2 separate regions of the Astyanax mexicanus genome follow, and region 1 is linked to region 2. A link is a contact called in public Hi-C data. All regions are on one chromosome and are shown on one strand. The core of a region is the stretch at or near the end of the contact, and the rest is flanking DNA. Distances in the headings are between cores, read along the strand shown. Region 1 overlaps ranbp10 (RAN binding protein 10). Region 2 holds the start of nutf2 (nuclear transport factor 2).

Region 1 (4,379 bases), core at 112-2,611, 33 kb before region 2:
ACGCAGAGACGCATTTCTCTCTCCACTTCCGAATGTGGTCAACCAAACACAATGTGGATTTTCTGGGGTCAAATAAAATCTGAATATGATCTGATTAAAAAGCGTCTAGAATAATTCTGAATGTGATTTGAGTGATCCAACTGCAATCCAATTAAATCACAATATGTTCTTGGTGTTTATACCCCTGGCTTTTTATTGTGGTCAAACTAAATCCAAATGTGATCAAATTAGGGCTGCACAAAATATTGCATGAACAAGCATGAGTCATCGAATGTGGGCATTTGCAATAGTCACATCGTAACATGTTTTTTTGCTCTATAATGCAAGTAAAAATGTGTAATATTATCACTAGAGACAGGTTATATTTTCCCAAAATAATTCATTTCAATCCTATATTCTATACACAGATTACATTATTAATATTGTGACATGCTGGATCACTGGCTTCAGATCTGGTAAAACTTTTAGTTTTCCCATTGTCATTTCTGTAATGTCATTTTTGTGGAGCCCTAAAAAAAATAAAAACACACCAAAATTGTAGAAATGCAATTCTGACCAAATGTGGTAATCTGATCATAATCTAATCACACTGTGATTAGGTGTTCTTACACTAGTCTCTGCATGTGGTTAAGAGACATCTAACTGAGATCTGATCAGTAAAAATGCAGTGCAGAGTCTCTTATCACATCAGAATGTGGTAATTTAATCACAATGCCCCCTAAGTGTGCTTTTGCCAGCAGCTCATGTGGTCAAGTAAACTCTGAACATAATCTGACCCCCATAAATGCAGACTGAATGTTAATGCAAGGTGCAAACAGCTTTACTGAGCCTGTTCTTACAACTGTTTTTCCATTCACTCACTTCAGCTGTTCAGCAGAACATGCAATGCCTCACCCGGCCAGAAAGAGGCATCAGACTACAGGTCAGGTCAGCCTGAGCAGAAATGAGTCACTCCACTCCCAGCAACACTTACTGTTCACCGCAGACACTGTGAATCCCAATGCGGCCTGTGCAGACCAGTACTAGGCATTGCATATGGTAGTGTGTGAATGGCCTGGCATTACTGCGGAACCCTTTCTACAAAATGTAACCGATGTATCAGCAGTGCAGAGAGACGGATTGCACAGACGCAGACCAAAAACAAGGAGAAAGAGAGAAAAAAGTAAAATCATGTGGGTGGAGGGGTGGAAAGTAGGTCGTGTGTGAACTGTGAGGTATTAGATTAATCTGCAGAGCAGCACTGACCGGGATATTGCTCCTAAAGCCGCGTTCACTGTTCCCTCCATGCTAATGAAATGGGCAGGGCTCCACTATGGGATCAGAGACGCAGAGGTCAACAGGGCGCGTAAAACCATTATGCTCCAATCACACACACATACACAAACCTCAACACACACACGCAGGTGACATCACCGCTCTTCCTCAGCAACAGCCGTGTCAAATCATACATCACCACTCAACAACACTCACTCAATTACCCTAACTGATGGGTGCAATGAAAACAAAAACTCAAAACTAAAGCAGACAAATCTAGGTGCAGCTAAGGCATCTCACACAAATAACAACACTACATTGGTGCTTATACTAGAATGCTGCCTCAGGCCAAGACTAAAATACAATAGGAAAAAAAAAAGCCCAGCCTACATGAGCACATTTACATTTCCATCATATTCCAACCCCCCTGAAACAAAGAGCAGCAGCAGCACAGGCTGAATTGTACTGGGGAGTGCTAGTCAGCAGGTGTGTGTAGAATTGGCTGGATGACTCCAAAGCATTCCAAAGGCCTCAGGCGTCATGGAGAAGCCAATAGGCAGGTGATGGAATCACAGGCTGGGGTCAGCTGAATAGACAGAGGAGCCTGGCTGTGCCATGTATTTGGTCAGGAGCGGACAAGGATCAGGGAACAGCAGGGAGCAACCAAACTGTTAGTTCTAAGTGCTCCTAAAGGTCTAAAAAGTAAAGAAATGTGTGTTTGGTAGATTATTATTACATTTTTTTGTTACGATGCTTCTTGTCAAGAAATCCTATACCTTTAAGAAGTTTGTCATTTGTAATGAACAAAACTTGTAAGGAACAAAAATCCTTTGCCATTGGCAAACAGCTTATTCTGCCATTGACTCCTTTGTTGTTTGAAGATCCTCTTGGGGTGTCATCTTCTTGGGACGCCCACTTCACAGCCTGTCTCTGACATACCCCATACATGTAACTTTACCATCAGTTTGGAGATGGTACTGGGGTTCAATCCAAACAATGCCTCAACTTGGTTTTGCACAACACCAGCTTGAAGTTGCCCTATCGCATGGGTCCTCTCCAGATCAGTCAAACGTAGCATGCCAATTCCTGGAGCAGACTCTTGCTGACCACTGTAGCAGGGCCCACGCACCTGATTGGCAGCTCATGGGGGTACCAGAAGCTCAAAACAAGTGTCGGTAGCAAAATAAACAGTTTGGCAATGGCAGAGATACACATACTCAGCTCTGCTGCTCACCCCACAAATGCATGTTTCTTACAAATTTAAAAGTTCAATTAACAGGCTTTTTAAACGATATTAAGATTTATTGTCTGGAAGCATTGTTACAACAAATAATAATAATAATCTACCAAACACAATTTTTTGTGCTAAATTTGGATAAAAAAACCTATAAGCTATTTTCCAACCTAAAGGAAAAACAGCAACTATTAGAATATGGATTATAAATTTGACATCATTTAATACTTTCTATATCTATATAGTAAAATATTGAGCTTTACATTACTGTGTGCAGGTGAGCGTTATCCTGCTGAAAAATGGCAGTGTCAGGTTTTGCCAAAAGAGGCAACACATATGGCAGGGGGAGTCCTGCACAATATTGCTGAGCTGTTAATGTCCCTCATATCACTACTGGGGTGACCGACTGTTGTACATGATGGCTTCCCAGATCATCTTACCAGCATCTGGGGCAGTGTATCGCTCCACAGCTAAGGCATTTTCGAAACACTCACCAAGAGGTCTCCATATCCTAACCAAAACAAATCACTGGTTCCCAAACAGAATCTGGATTCTTTGCTCAAGATGATACAGTTCCATACACTTTCATAGCAGTCCAGGTTTCTCATTCAAGAAAACACTACAAAAATCATTCTGCTTCTTTCAGTCCAATGATGTGCCCCCTCTTAGCAAAATATCTTCGAGTTTGTCAAAGAGGTGTGTCTTGAGGTCAATGATCTCTCACCAAGGGGTACACTTCCCAGAAGTAGCCACTGAGAGCCTTTTTATAAGGCAAAGGGAAAAGCCTTTTTAACACCTCTTGCAGCAACCAGGGTATACTTAGACCATACCTGTAATAATTCATATTTAATATCAATACATTATATACTGTATAAATATAAATACAGAACCAGTCAAAAGTTTGGACACACCATTTTGTCCCTACAATGTGACCCCTTCCTTTCCTGGGGCAGTCCTGATGAGAGCCAGTTTTATCATAACGTTTTTAATGGTCTTTGCGACTACACTTGTGGATACTATTTTAAAGTTCTTAAAATTTTTCGGATTGACTGATCTTCATTTCTTAATTTTTCTTAATTTTTCTGAGTTAGTTTTTGCCATAATACAGATTAGATCATTACTCAAATAGGCTATTCACTGTCTATATCTTGGTGTTTCCAAACTTTTGACCAGTACTATATTTCTATGGTAGTTCTTTACATATGTTTGTTGAAAACCAATACTGGCATGTTGGCACCCATGTTGGTTATGTAACACTTCTTCATCTGTGTTGAACATTTATAGGTAATTTATTGATAATAATCTGTATATACACCTTATTATTAAGTGCAATTTTTCAACTATATATATTCTACTACCAAAAATAAATGTGGCAAATAAATGTGGCAAACTATAATTAGCAAAAAAAAAACACTTCTATCTTATCTTATTTATTTAAATGACCACAGCAGTCAATAATATCAATTACTGGCTCAAAGCTACTGCGGATTCTGCCAAAAAATCACTACTGTTGTACCGCACCAATAGAAGCACACTGCAGCTGACGATAACATCACCTAGCACTATTTCTTAAACATGACATCTTATTCATCATCATTAAAATAGTCTCAGCATTGAACAGAACATGATCTATTATTTAGGAACAGTGCGCTCAATTGAGCTCACCACACAACCCTCCAATCCCACCATTCACTTTCTTACAGTGGCTTTAACAGTAAACATTGTAATCCACTATATTCTTTAATTACATTCAATCCAATCAACTTAATTCAAACCAATCTAATAAAGGCTTTTCATGCCTCCTTCTACAGTACAAGCGTTCAACAGTACTGGAACACAGGCATCCCATGACGTAGCACAAATTTCCAGTTAGGAACAAATTGGTACAAAA
Region 2 (4,581 bases), core at 389-2,888:
TTAAACAAATTTTCTGAGGTGAAATTTTGTAGTTATGTTAACATGAAGTCAATGACAGCCTCAACAAAATATTTAGTATTGTTTGAACAAGAAAATCTAAGAAATAAATATTCTTAAGAATTTTTACAAATGCAGATGTTGATGCTAAAAATGCATGATGTTGCCTTAATATTTGGGGTTTCTTTGCCATTTCTTTTTTGTTGTGTAATAAATGAATGGAAGTGATAATGCATTTATTTGTGGTGTGCCTCTCCAAGAGAGAAAACAGCAGCGACCTGAAGGAGTTTCTACACCAGTACATGCAGAGACAGTATGGAGGGCAGGCTGGAGAGTGGATCTACAGTTTGATGCACTGCATTAATTGCAACCTAAAAGATGACTTTATTAGCCTCTTCTATGACATACTCACTGACAAGGTTGGTGTTTCAAAATGAAGCTTAATATTATGTGACAGAAATGATTGTATTCATTATTGTATTGTATTCAATTCCTTGATCCACAGTGTCACGTGTTTGCTAGAACCTTGTCATAGCATTACCTCCTACAGTGGACAGCACAGTGGGTGGATATGATCGTGAGCGGTGGCATCTGTCTAGAATTGTCTATGCAAATAAAAAAAGACTCTGGAAAAAAACAGTAAATATTCAGTGCAGGAGACAGCACACGTATATCCCAAAAGTTAGTTCAGCCTTCTTTAGCTTCCATAGGACATGGCAAAATGACATTGACATGTCAGTGTATTAAAAATGTAGACTGTGATATGTCTGTTTGCTTTACTCTGTTTTTCTGTACCAGGTGCACGAGAGTTTGTACCACAGCCAGACCCAAATGCTTTCCCACCTCCTTAAGGTGTTCGTACAGAGTGACAGCACTGAGAGTGGTTTGTTCACTGCATCTGAATTCAGGTATTCAGGGAGATACATCCATTATAGTAAGGAGGAGTATACAAATATAACATATGTGATATGTGTTCTTGCTGTGGTGTGTGCTTGCTGTGCATTTTTACAACTGCTGATTTCAGTGAGGCTCTCAGGAAAGCTTTTCCACTGAAGGGAGATCAGGATTTAGAGGAACTGATAGCAGCTGCACAGTCAGAACTGGAGACCAGTGAAGGAAGCATTGCCTATCAGAGGCTGTACACAGAGGTGAGCTCTTATACAGGCAATGTCACATTAAATGTGTCTGAATGAAACTATTGTTCTGCACTTATTCTTAATCCTTCTTATAGAGTGTAGTGTGCTCTGATTTTATAAGTGCTTTAGAGTCTAAAGCCATGGTCAACTATCTAATTTTTTTTGCTATTAAAGTGGATGATGTGTTATATTTTACAATACATTTTGTCTCCCATTCAAGGATACAGATGGGAAGCATGGTCACTTCCTTGGTATAGTGAAAAGGCAGGCTACAACAGAGAGACATCAGTACATCAACCAGTTGAGGACTCAGCTGGAGGGCAAAGAGTAAGTGGCAATGATGTGACAAATATATGAAATATAATAATAGTAAATTAGTGGCATTACACTAATCAAAAGTTATTAAATTACTAGAAATTTTAGAGCCATTTCCCACGTGCCATTTTTGCAGGGAAGTCAGTGTGGAGGACTTAACATCTGCTTTCAAAAAGATTGATCCTACACTGGACTCAGAATCTCTGAAACGGTACCTACAGATAGCCTTTCACACTAAAGACCCACACCTGCACCCAGAACTTCTGAGCACTGAAGTACCAATACAGCGCCTCTCTGTGGCCAACGTGTGCAGGGCAGGACTCATGCCTCACCCAGAGTAAACTCTCCATTGTTTGATTTTTATATAATATTTAATAACATATCATGTACACTCTTATATGGATCCTGATCTTGGAACAAATGTTTATAAGAAAGTATGCCTATCAATGCTCTCATGCAAAAACTACTTTATGTACAATGGATGCAAAAACTTTTTCCTTGGCCAGCAGTTGACCTCAAAACCTAATCAACCAAAGCATTTAAGTTACTAATGTACGTTTAGACTACAAGAAAGCTGCAATAAGCAAAATCAGACACAAATAACAATATGATGATTTCTCTTAAATCCTCCATTTTTATTATTTATTTTCTATCCATTCATTATTAAAATGTATGAATATAAAGAATAACTGTCTGATTCAACTTAAAAGTGAAAGTCAAAAAGTGAAAAGAGCAACATTAGAGGATTAGAGAGTTTTTGTGAAAACATGGATATGAGATTGGTTAATTGTATAATCAAGAGAAATAGAAAAGTAACAAACAAATACTATCACTTGTCCTTGTGCTTTTTATGTTGACATGTTTTTATATTTTATTTTAAAGAAACATTAAAAGCTACCAAAAGCTAAACTTAACAAGTGTGTTTTATTCACAAAGGGTAGCCTTTTTTAAAACAGATATTTTTTATGACATTTAAGTTTAATTTACGTTACAAAGATGACCATAACAGAGTTGACATTTTTCACCATTTTATGGTACTTTTGCATCTCCATGTTCCATGATCTCAAACTAGATTTTATTAGATAACATGTCTGAAAACATTTTTATGTATTTTCAATTATCATTATCATTATTTATCACAAAAATATTATTAGAATATTATCACATCATTTATTATCACAAAAATAAATATTTGACTAATAATTAATACTTGTTTTATCCTCAGAATTGTATACAAAATAATAAAAGAAGAAGATCTCTATATCTCTATGATATGTTCTCTCTCCCACATCAGAACACTGCTAATTTAAATTTAAAACAAACAAAAGACTTTCGCTTTTGTGTATGTTTTGTGTAGAAATGTGTGTATATTTGTGTATTATTACCAGCTGTTATTACTATTATTGTTGTTGTTCCAAACTGGTTTTAGTAAAGACTTATGTTGGAAATGGGAAGATATTTATCCTCAGTTCTAGAAAGGACCACATATTTAACTAGCTACAGAAGAAAACACCAACTCCCAGCATTCCTATGTCGGCTAATGTGCGCATGCGCGGCCGAGGAGGCGGTTCGACTTCTCACCGCGGCGCGCGCCGTAACCGCCATAACTGGAACCGGGGGATCGGTTTGGGTTCACTGAGGTAAGTTAGACACCGGTAACGCCCGCGCTGTTTACCGGGGAGCCGCGAGTGTCCGTCTACGAGCTCTGAGCACAGAATCCCTGGAGCACCGCGGAACGGTTCCTCTTTTAGCCAGCCAGAGGCTGCGGGTCCGGCGGACTGTCTGTCTGTCAGGACACGCCTATGAGAGAAAGCGGCGGTACGGGCCGGGCCGGGGCTCAGAGCGCTAGCGCTACGGCGGAGGGCTCAAGTGGCTCGTGGGTATTTTTAGAAAGGAGCGAAAAGTGTGGACTGGAGTCGCATGTCTCTACAGAGCCCTGTGCTGCTGCTGCTGCTGCTGCAGGCCCACATTCTCGCTGGGGCTTGGGGTCTGACACAGCGCGCTAGGTTAGCTCGCCCGTGTTGATATTAGTTAGCGAGCGAGCAGAACGGGGGAATGAATCAGTGCACGCGCAGCAAGCTAGCGTTAACTAGCCGTTAGCTGAATAGTACAGGACCATCACAAGTCAGCGTGGCTAACTTAACGTAGATATGCTAGCTAGCACTGGTCAAATTTGGTGTCTTGTCCAGCTAACTGAGCTTCTAAGTCAGTCACTGGGCTGGCTACAAACCTCACACGATAACTTAGCAGTTTTACTATACTAGCTAGCTATGCTAAGCTAACGTATCTATCTGTGAGAGGAGTCTATGGTTAATTAGCTAGGTTAGCTAGCTAGCTACCCTAGCTATGCTGGTCGTACTGAAGCCGAGCAGGAATTTCACACTGCTAAGCTAGGTTAGCCAATGCTAGCTCAAAATTAGCCAACAGACAGCTCAAATTCCCAAACGGGACTCGGTAAAATGCGGAATCCAGTGTTCTGTCAAAAGTTGTGCTACCTTGTCAAACCGTGCTACCCTGTTGTATATTTAATAAGTTAAAATTGACTAAACGTATTGGATAAATTTATGGTCCAATAACTTAAATATTTTGTATCATCCGCAATTTCTTTTTAATTAAATTACAAATTTTCTAATATTTAAGCAGCTTGTTTAATGCACTCAAGGAAACTGTTTATCATGCAATTATCATGCAAAACACATGAAAACATAAACGTGCCAGTGCCGTTAAGAAGCACATATCAATAGGTATTGGTGTACCAATCTTGATGGGTTACTTAGTTGGCTAACTACACAAAATAGTTAGCTAGTTAACTAGCTAATATAAAGCAGAACTCTTTTGTTATTATCGTAAGTAAATAATGAAACACTAAATGTCCGCTTTTTACCGAACCCTTTCTCAACTAACTTGCTAGTAAAGTTACTTAAGCTAGCTAATATATCTACTAGGTTAGGTAGGTTGACTAAAATATATACATATTTGAGCTGCTGCCATGTATCTAATCTAACAATAATTTAAACGTGTATTAATACAGTCTGTCCCCACAAGAGCCACGCCTCCGTGCCTGCTAAATGTAAAAGAAAACTCATTAGTCAAATTCCCTTTTAAGCTCATCTCAGTCCTCCCTAACAGTCAA

The links. Hi-C and Micro-C count contacts between places; a contact is called where the count stands out from the background.
Region 1: a Hi-C map of muscle shows a contact between it and region 2, with 19 times the contacts expected there. The contact joins the enhancer-like site here to the promoter of nutf2 in region 2. A contact is called at or near these places in 2 of 3 Hi-C or Micro-C datasets (both in muscle).

Annotation. Positions count from the first base shown.
Region 1 is chr9:25,749,238-25,753,616 of AstMex3_surface, reverse strand. The region is part of intron 3 of ranbp10 (RAN binding protein 10); the gene reads right to left. Among protein-coding and RNA genes, the nearest start is that of ranbp10, 23 kb to the right of the region's middle. Within about 2 kb of position 1,361, the one cell type or tissue checked has an H3K27ac peak away from gene starts, as active enhancers do.
Region 2 is chr9:25,716,057-25,720,637 of AstMex3_surface, reverse strand. nutf2 (nuclear transport factor 2) reads left to right here and starts at 1,638. Exons shown (of 5, transcript XM_022679710.2): 1 at 1,638-1,659. It overlaps tsnaxip1 (translin-associated factor X interacting protein 1), which reads left to right. Exons shown (of 16, transcript XM_022679709.2): 12 at 258-416; 13 at 796-905; 14 at 1,022-1,145; 15 at 1,354-1,460; 16 at 1,585-2,355. The coding sequence ends at 1,789.